Linked DNA regions of Danio rerio: region 2 is linked to region 1. The links are chromatin contacts, called in public Hi-C maps. All regions are on one chromosome and are shown on one strand. The core of a region is the stretch at or near the end of the contact, and the rest is flanking DNA. Distances in the headings are between cores, read along the strand shown. Region 1 overlaps niban2a (niban apoptosis regulator 2a). Region 2 overlaps akna (AT-hook transcription factor).

Region 1 (5,088 bases), core at 1,746-4,245:
AATGTGCTTTTGTTTGCAGTCAAACACTTGCAAAAAAAAAAAAAACAAGTAAATATGCTTTTGTTTGCCTATTGAACTTATTCTGCAGTGTGATCTCTGCCATTGTTTTAATACTTCCAGTTCAAAGTACTTGGTCCACAAAGAAGCGTGCTTATATAAATATATGAAAATACTAGTTTGCAACATAAAGCAGCATAACAAGCTGGTTTTTTTGTGTGGCTAAAAACAAAATCAAATGGAATGAAGCCTATTAGTTTTCAATAGCTGCATTAGCTCTTATGAAAATGTTCTGATAATGTTTTTGGTTGGGTTTCTGCACACTGCGGTCAATGGAGGGTTAGCTGTTGGATTTAATAAAAAAAGTCTACACTTATATCCAGGGCTCGTTTTTTTAAATGTAATCCACTAGGATTTTGGATAAGGGATTGGATCAAATCTTGAAAATGGGTTTTTCAAAAGAAAAAAACGGATTACATAATTGGATTAGATCACGTAATCTAATCTTGGTTTTGATCCGGATTGAACCTTTACTTTGGGTTTTTCAGACCTTTTTTGTAGGATTTGGATCACATTGATCCAAAAAACCTGGATTAAACTGATCCCATCAGAAGGGTGGATTTAGTGTGGATTTCTTGCCCAAAATGTAATGGAAACTTTAAAAATGTATTAAATAACACTATTTTTGGATCATGCAGTATCTTACGAGATATACTGTTTATTCATAAGGTTTTAATTATATTTGTTCATCTGTCAGGCTATAGTGATTATTGGCTTTAACGTATTCAGCCTTTCAGTATAGGCCTATAGCAAAGTAGAAATTGCTTGGCCTCATAAAATAATCCCTCAAACAGCTGTCAAAATTGACCAAAAACAATACATTTTATTCTGTCTCTAATTGATATATATATATATATATATATATTCATCACAATGGAAAATATTTTTATTTTTAGAATATTTATTAGTGATGCATACAATGATTACAGAATAACAACAACAAAAAAAGCAAGGAATGGCAATCACTGATTTTTGAAATCACATTTAACAATTGCAAAAAGAGACTGGGCAGAAGCACAGCTTCATCTGGCAGAGGAACAACCGACTCTGACCACACTGCAGCAAACCAAGGCCTGACTTGAGATTCGCCCCCTAAAGGCTTTGCTCAGACAAGCTGCTCTCTCCACATCAGATGAGGAAGTTTGAACTTATTGTGGAGTTTTTGACATTAAGTCTTTTTTTTATTTACATCTATATTTAAAAACTTATTATAAATACCTCAATGTACAGTGTTTGTGTTGAGGTCTCAGATGAGCGGACTGCTGGAAGAGGATGGGGTGGGGGTTTTATTGTTTTTAGTTTTTTTTTTTTTTTTTTAATGTGTGTGTTTTCATTTCAAATAAAAATAAAGATATATTGACCCCACACTGGCTATTCTACTTGTTGCTCTTTACATAGGCCTATCTATCCATTTACACTGAGCACTGGTAATCCAGATTTAGTGATCCTGAAAAGTTCCTATCCGGATCAGATTGATCCAATCCAATGTTGCTTTGAAAAACTGGCTCAAAAAGTGAGCTGGATTACGTGATCACGGATCGCAAAAACAGGATTACTAAATCCGGATCAATTTTATCCGGATTAAACCATTTGAAAAACCGGCCCCAGAAGATAAACAAAGATCTCATGGAAACTAAAACAACATAAATGCGAGTAATAACAAAAGTTTTTTATTTTTGGATGAACTAATCTTTTAAGGTAGTAAAAAAATCTGTTTAGGAGGTATATTCTATATGATGTCCTGTGTTGTTGTTTTTTTTACCTCTCCCAGTTTGTCTTTGCTGCTGTCGTTCATTGTGTTCTTGCTGACCTCCACCAGCTCTCGGAAGAGGATGTCCCTCACTTCAGCAAATCCTCTGCTCGTGGGCTCCATGAGGGCCTCCAGGATGGAGTGGATGTAGGGCTGAATCTTGCTCCTCACAAACTGTTCAATGCGGGGCAACACCAAAGCTTCAAGCAGAGGATTGGACAAATGTTAGAACAGGACTTCCTTTATGGTAAAACCAGAGATGTCCAAAGTAGCGCCTTTGGGTTAAAGTTGGCCCACTGTAACCTTTTGATTCAAGTGTTACTCACTGCAGAGCCACATGGGCAGAGCTGAGCTCCAGCTCCTCCTAGCTCTTCTACCAGTGATATCACTGAGGGTCGGGGTTAGGGGAACGCTAGGGGTGCACATTAGTTGTGTTTGACTTCATGCAGCGCTGCGCAGACTGATCGAAATCGGTCTTAAAATGCTAGACGCTAGACGCCACGTGACTGTCACATGTGGTATCAAAGTATTCAGCCGCTGCAGCATCTAAAGAGCAGGTGCTGCGATGATGGCACTGATTTTACACGATTGGCCGAGCTCACCGCATGACAAAAACCACGTGTGTTTCGGGTTTATTAATGGACAAATTCAGTCTCACAAATTTTAAACAAACAATTAGCTTTTTATACCCTCGCTCTCTTGTACACATCATGTTTATTAAAAGACTACAAATATTTGACTGCAGTATCATCTTTTGATTATCATCAATGATCCTGACACTCCTAAAAAAGTTTCTTAAATTAAAGTTAAAAAAATATTTTATTAACTATAAAAAATATAATTATAAAATATTTTTTAAATAATTTTAAAATATTTCAAAAATATATTAAAATGTTTTAGAATTTGTGTTTCTTGTTTTCCCCTTATTTCTCATGCATTTGTTATATAGGCTACTTAAATTAAATTCATAATTCATTTACTGCTTAAAAATGAACAATAGTTTGTAGAGACTGTATTCTGTTTTATTTGTACTGTAAATCTTTTGTTGTTATTGCAGTAAATAAATCAATAAATGATCTCTCCATGTGATCGGTCATCATGACTGCAGCAACTTTGAGCCCCGAAGTGTTCGGCTTGATGGCTCCGTTGTCAACTCCGCCCCTGCCTGTGCTTGGCTAATCTTTTTGATTGCCGGCTGCAGCCGTCAGCTTATAGGAGGCGGAGCTGGAGCTCAAGCTCCCCCTCATTTGTCCACCATCACATCTGAGAATGATGGAGAGGGTTGGGGGGAATGCCTTTAACAGAGCTTGTCTCTTCTAATTTGACGTGACATTTTTTTGTTTGTTTTATTACTCGGCTATAAAAAGCAAACTGAAATTAAATGTTTTAATAAGAAGAATAGTAAATGAATCTGAGTTGGGCGAAGCAGTGGCGCAGTAGGTAGTGCTGTCGCCTCTACAGCAAGAAGGTCGCTGGGTCGAGCCTCGGCTCAGTTGGCGTTTCTGTGTGGAGTTTGCATGTTCTCCCTACATTCACGTGGGTTTCCTCCGGGTGCTCCGGTTTCCCCCACAGTCCAAAGACATGCGGTACAGGTGAATTGGGTAGGCTAAATTGTCTGTAGAGTATGTGTGTGTGAATGTGTGTGTGGATGTTTCCCAGAGATAGGTTGCGGCTGGAAGGGCATCCTCTGCGTAAAAACTTGCTGGATAGGTTGGCGGTTCATTCCGCTGTGGCGACCCTGGATTAATAAAGGGACTAAGCCGACAAGAAAATGAATGAATGAATGAATCTGAGTTTTTAAATACTGTTTTAAATACTCGACGGATAGAGCAGTGTTTCCCAACCCTGTTCCTAGAGGCACACAAACACCTATTTTGGATGTCTCCCTTATCTGAGCCATTCATTTCAGGTTTCTGAGTCTCTTCTAATGTTTTGATGATTTGATTCAGGTGTGTTTGAATAGGAAAACAGGTTGTAAATGTATACTGTTGGTGTGCCGTCAGGAACAGGGTTGGAAAACACTGGAATAGAAGACTATGCAGAAGACATCTGTGAGCAAATCAAAAACTAGCGTAACTCCATTCTGTTATAAATGAGATTGTTTTTGTTTTTACTATGATAAGTTAAATTTTAAAAATAAATAAATAAAATAATAATAAAAATAATAAATAAATAATGCAACTATATTTAACTTCGGCCTTCTAGACTCAAACAAGTTTGGTTTTTGGCCCTTCATAAGAAAAACTTTGGGCACCCCTAGGTAGAACAACCGATATGCTCAATATGTGTGTACACATTAAATGTACTATGTACCATAGCAGTTTTTTTCTGTGAATGCAAAATTCTATGCACAACATTTTTATTTTTAGGAGTGCTTACAAAAATTAGGAAAGCAGCTAAAAATGTAGAAACTTAAATTAAAAGTTTAAATAAGTATACTGTGGAACACCACTACTGACAAAATGCCATCAGCAGTAAGTCAGTCTGACCATTAGGAACTACAAAAAAGGTTAGAAAAGAGAAACTCATGCTTAGGTGTATAACAAGGTTTCTCTTTGATTGTTTACTATAAACGTATAATAAAGGTATTAGCAAAACATCATCTATAGGTCAGTATGAATGTACTACAAACCTTCACAATGTGAAAAAGGTGTATTGCAGTATTTTGTTTCATAAAATGTATGAGCATAAATAGAGCTATTGGGAAAAGCTCATCTACGGCAAGTCAGTCTGACCACAAAGCATATACTACCTTCTAAACCGGCATTGATTTAATAATGTTTGGGTTTTGGCACTGTGTATGTAATTGGCATACAGTTCCTATGCCAGCATAGTGAATGTCCGATGATTAAAGCTTAAAACTTTACAGAAAGCTTTGATGGATTTCATCATAACACAAGCTGACAACGCTCTCATTCTCAGAAAGGAGGAGTTGGGATAAAAGAGCTGCAATGTATATTAAGACAAAATGAATGTTGGCTTTGGATAGATCTATCATACGAGACCTCCAAAATTCCTTTAAAATGACATAATGCAGCACTTAGAATTGGTTAATAACATTTAAGTTCATGAAAACTGAAGCTTCAAACCTGCATAAGAAATATTTAGAGTGCACGTGAAATTTCACATCTCAAATATGTGAAGTTTGCTTTCTTAAAGGGATAGTTCACCTAAAAATGAACATTTATTAACTATTTACTCACCCTCAAGTGGTTTAAAACCTTTGATTTTTTAAAACAAATTAAGATTTTCAAAGAAGCTGAAAACCTGTAACCATTGAC
Region 2 (5,088 bases), core at 1,910-4,409, 110 kb after region 1:
GATTTCTTATATGAATACATTCTGTAAGTGTATCAGTGGTGGAAATACTGAAAAATCATACTCAAGTAAAAGTACCATTACTTGCCTAAAAATGTAGTGCAAGTAAAGTAAAAGTATCTGTTGTAAATATTACTCAAAGTGTCAGTAAAAAAGCTTTAAAAAGTACTTAAGAGTAGTGAATAATACGCTGTTAAAAGCTGATGCATCTACATCTAATATGTGGATGTGTGTAAACGTAACATTCTGTAGTGCATCAGGTTTTTGGCCAGCAGGCACACAACATCATTAGACGTTAATATAAGGTTAGATTTAGGTCATGACGTCAGGTGACCAAAATTCAATGTCCAGCCAGCGTCTAATGACAACATAAGTGAAACAATCCAGCATCGAGCCAACATTTTAAACCCACATCATATTGATGTCAAATACTGACATTTACCAGGTATGACAGCCAAAATCCAACGTCTGGTTGAAGTCATTGTGGTAACATCCACACAACGTCAAGCTGTAACATCATTAGACGTTGATAGTTTTAGGTTGAACGTTAGACATTGACGTTGGCATTGATGTTGAGTTCTGACGTCAACTCGATTTTCATTTCCAAAGAGAATGCAACGTACCCACAAGGTTAGGGTACAACGTCAATCTAATGTCATGTTGACGTCTTGTGCCTGCTGGGTGTTTTAGGCCATTTCGGTCATCTTACAGTAAACATCTGTCATCTTCTCATCAGTGACATGCATCTAAACAGTCTCTGGGTCAATGTGGGTAAAGTTTTTGAGATTTCAGAGTGTTGTTAAATAGTCAACAAAGATATCAACTACCTGACACTAACCTAAAAAATAATTTTCTGGAGGTTTTAAAATGCTTGGGTCATATTTAATCCAGTGGAACAAAGGTGAGAGCAGATTTTAGGGTAACAGGAAGGTTATGCTCAATTGTACCCTGCAAACATTGGAATATACAATATGCAACACAGGGGAACATTCTATGATTTTTTTTGTTTGTTTGCGTCTTATTATAAAAGCTTAAATCTGGCAGCTTTTCACTGATATTATATGGCCAATGAGAATAATTCCAGACTAAATTTTGTGGCATGGACTATGTTGGGCCACCAACCTTAATGACAGGATTCTGAATGCATGACGCCCTGGCTGGCTCTCAAGACACATTTCTCTCCAAACAAACACCAGCAACTACATAGAGGAGGATTGAAGGTCCAGTTCTTTATCTTGAGAAACACATCAATCAACTGTGAGGAAAAATAGCAGCAAAAGACACTATATCAAAAATTAATTTATAGTAGTGAATATAGTATAAACACACAACTTTGTAAATAAAAAAATACATAAGAGAAAAATACTATTAGAGAATCTTATCAGTTAACTTGATGATGCCTAAAACCATCCATTTGCTCATTTATATATATATATATATATATATATATATATATATATATATATATATATATATATATATATATATATATATATATATATATATATATATATATATATATACAGTTAAAAGAATCTCACCTGTTTGAAAATTATATTTAAAAAACGAGGCTATTATTAGTTCCATAAAAGGAAACTGACATCACTGCTGCTACAAAGTCTTGTTAAAAATGCTGGATTACACTGTACATGTATACTGTTATATATACACACAGATATACATGTCTAAAATAGCTACCTAGTTTTCAAATTTGGAATATCCTGGCTTCTGTAACACAAAAAAACTCATTCACCTACTACACTTTACAATAATAAAGAGTTAAAAATCGGTCACTGACAGGTTCACATTTACACTTTGAAAGTTAATCTCGATCTGTCACAGTGTAAAACTCCAAAGCTTATAATGACATTATCTAAAAACACACACAATTTAATTTAAATATACTGCTTACGCCACAAAATAAAAAGTTAATTACAATTCACAAAAGTTTGTCTTTCCTTCTAGCAATTTTTGTGTAATTATGTAAACTTCATGTGTTAATATCTTGAGTTTTGTGTTATATTTTTGCAAGTGAGATTACAATATATCGCAATTCAGGTTTTTTTCACCCACGAAAAAAAAACTGTCTAAATTTAATGCAAGATAAAAAAATAAAGTCTTTATTTAGAAATTAGGCAGAAACAGCCTTTTAATACTAAATCTAAATATTACTATTGCATATTAGTACTTTTTCCTTTCCAATGCAATCAAAATATTTATTTTTTATTCTTTTTTAAATATTTCTCAAATGATGTTTAACTGAGCAAGGGAATTTTTACAGTATGTCTGATAATATTTTTTCTTCTGGAGAAAGTTTTATTTGCTTTATTTCGGCTAGATTCAAAGCAGATTGAAATTTTTAAAATAATTTTAAGGTCAAAATTATTAGCCGCTTAGTCTACAAAACAAACCATTGTTATACAATAACTTGCCTAATTACCATAACCACCCTAGTTAACCTAATTAACCTAGTTGAGCCTTTAAATTTCACTTTTTTAGCAGTATAGAAGTGTCTTGAAAAATATCTAGTCAAATATTATTTACTGTCATCATGGCAAAGATAAAATAAATCAGTTATTAGAAATGAGTTATTAAAACTATTATGTTTAGAAATGTGTTGAACAGAAACTCTCCGTTAAACAGAAATTGGAGAAAAAAATAACCGGGGGCTAATATTTCTGACTTCAACTGTATTTAAGCAAGTCTTAAGTGTTTCAAATATTTTTTGAGGTCACTGTATTTCCATACCTGTAAATTGGTCACTGTATTTTCAAACCTGTAAATGCTACCATAACGCAGCTACTGCATCTACCTCTAAAAGCAGCTGTTTACCTGAGACAATTCACATTTTCTTTCATTTACATGTCATCAGTCACTACGAGATTTGGTTTATGTAAACTAATAAGTACAAACATCCCTCATTTCCATATGCAACACATTTAAGCAGAAGATCTAAATGAATAGATGTAGGTGTGTGTGTGTGTGTGTGTGTGTGTGTGTGTGTGTGTGTGTGTGTGTGTGTGTCAGTAGCTGCAGGATGCAGTGTGGAGGCTGCTGGCCATGCGCTGTGAGGCTTCTCTCATGTGTCTCGCTGCAGTGATGGCACGGGTCAAAGCGCTGCTCATAGAATCCTGATGATACTCCATGGAGGAAGAGCGTCTGCGGTGACCTCTGACCCCTGACCTCTCAGGCCTGACGGGATTTGATGAGATGTTGAGGGGTTGTGGGTATGCCGGTGGAGTCATTGGGCTGGAGAAATATCTACAGGAAAATGACAAAGAATGAGTAATCTGTTGTCAGTATTTAAATGATTTTTTTTCAGCAAGGACACAATAGAAAGTGAGATTTGCATTTTGACAGTGTGAAAAATCCATATATTCATTCATTCATTCATTTTGCTTCGCATTAGTCCCTTAGGGGTCTCTAAATGAACCGCCAACTTATCCAGCTTATGTTTTACACAGCGGATGCCCTTCCAGCTGCAACCCAGTACTGGGAAACATCCATTCAAACTTATTCACAGACATACACTACGGCCAATTTAGTTTATTCAATTAATCTATAGCGCATGTTTTTGAACTGGGGGAAACCGGGGCACCCGGAGGAAACCCACACCAACATTGGGAGAAAATGCAAACTCCATACAGAAATGCCAACTAACCAGATTGGACTCGAACCAGCGATCTTCTTGCCGTGTGACAACAGTACTAACCACTGAGTCACAGTGTCACCCAAATCTATATATGCGACATCAAAGAAATCTTGGACACTTAACCTTCATCTTATATTACGAATGTCAATTTTAATGTAATTTATTCATTTGCTTGGTCTAAACTACAGTTATCCTGTTATTCCTTATGTGCATATAATGGGGTGGGGGGGATGGGGTATATACAGGGTAATAGCTGTTAAAAGTACTTCTATCTGACTGTAAAATCTGATATATTCATTTTGGAAAATAGGATGGCCCGGTGGCTCAGTTGCCTCACAGCAAGAAGGTCGCTGGTTCGAGTCCAAGCTGGGTCAGTTGGCATTTGAGTGGAGTTTGAATGTTATCCCCGTGTTGGCGTGAGTTTCCTCCGGGTGCTCCCCCCACAGTCTAAAGACATGCAAAATAGGTGAATAGGATGAACTAAATTGGCCGTAGTGTATGAGTGCGTGTGTACAGTATGAGAGTGTGTCAGGGTGTTTCCCAGCACTGGGTTGCAACTGGAAGGGCATCCGCCATGTAAAACATATGCTGGAATAGTTGATGGTTCATTCTGCTGTGGCGACCCCTGATAAATACGAATGAATGAATTTTGTGAATAAAAAAATTATTACAAAAAAAAAGTGAGATTTGTGATGCTACTAAAGATTTGCATTTCAAACAAATCATGTTCTTGTAAACTTTATGCTCAAAGAATCGTAGAAAAAAAAAGATTCCACAACTCCACATTAATGCCAGTTTTGACTAATAACACAAATTATATCAAGCTATTTAGTGATGTTTGCATGTGGATTTATTTAGGGATATTTTGTATTGAAAATATGAACCCAAAGACTTACACTATACAGTCGGGTACCTATTTTTGACCGTCTTTGCCTCCTAAATCTTACATTCAGCTTAAATTATACTTAAATAATTTAGTAAATAAAGATGAAAACTGGGATAAGTTAAGTAACCATTTATCCAAACATGACTCATCTATTATCTGTATTATTTGCAATTTCAGTAATAAAATATACAGTTTGTGTCTGTCCCTGCTTTCTGGTCAAATGTGTTACATCAGTTATATGTATGTATGTACTGTATGTATATATGGGGCGAAACGGTGGCTAAGTGGTTAGCACTGTCGCTTCACAGCAAGAAGGTTGCTGGTTCAAGTCCCAGATGGATCAGCTGGCATTTCTGTGTAGAGTTTGCATGTTCTTCACATGTTGGCCAGGGTTTCCTGCAGGTGCACCGGTTTCCCCTACTGTCCAAAGACATGTGCTATAGGTGAATTAAATAAACTAAATTGTCCATAGTGTATGTGTGTGAATAAGTGTGTCTAGAACTGGGCATCTGCTGTGTAAAACATATTCTGGATAAGCTTTCTTCTGTGGTGA

The links. Hi-C and Micro-C count contacts between places; a contact is called where the count stands out from the background.
Region 2: a contact with region 1 is called in a Hi-C map of embryo, with 2.1 times the contacts expected there. The contact joins two enhancer-like sites. A contact is called at or near these places in 2 of 18 Hi-C or Micro-C datasets (caudal fin and embryo).

What each region holds. Positions count from the first base shown.
Region 1 is chr21:15,207,521-15,212,608 of GRCz12tu, forward strand. It overlaps niban2a (niban apoptosis regulator 2a), which reads right to left. Exons shown (of 14, transcript NM_001080586.1): 9 at 1,820-2,007. Among named protein-coding and RNA genes, the nearest start is that of slc31a2, 24 kb to the left of the region's middle. Within about 2 kb of position 2,996, at least 4 of the 62 cell types and tissues checked have an H3K27ac peak or open chromatin away from gene starts, as enhancers often do.
Region 2 is chr21:15,321,767-15,326,854 of GRCz12tu, forward strand. akna (AT-hook transcription factor) reads right to left here. Exons shown (of 25, transcript XM_073935089.1): 25 at 2,589-3,258. The coding sequence ends at 3,021. Among named protein-coding and RNA genes, the nearest start is that of akna, 49 kb to the right of the region's middle. Within about 2 kb of position 3,160, at least 5 of the 62 cell types and tissues checked have an H3K27ac peak or open chromatin away from gene starts, as enhancers often do.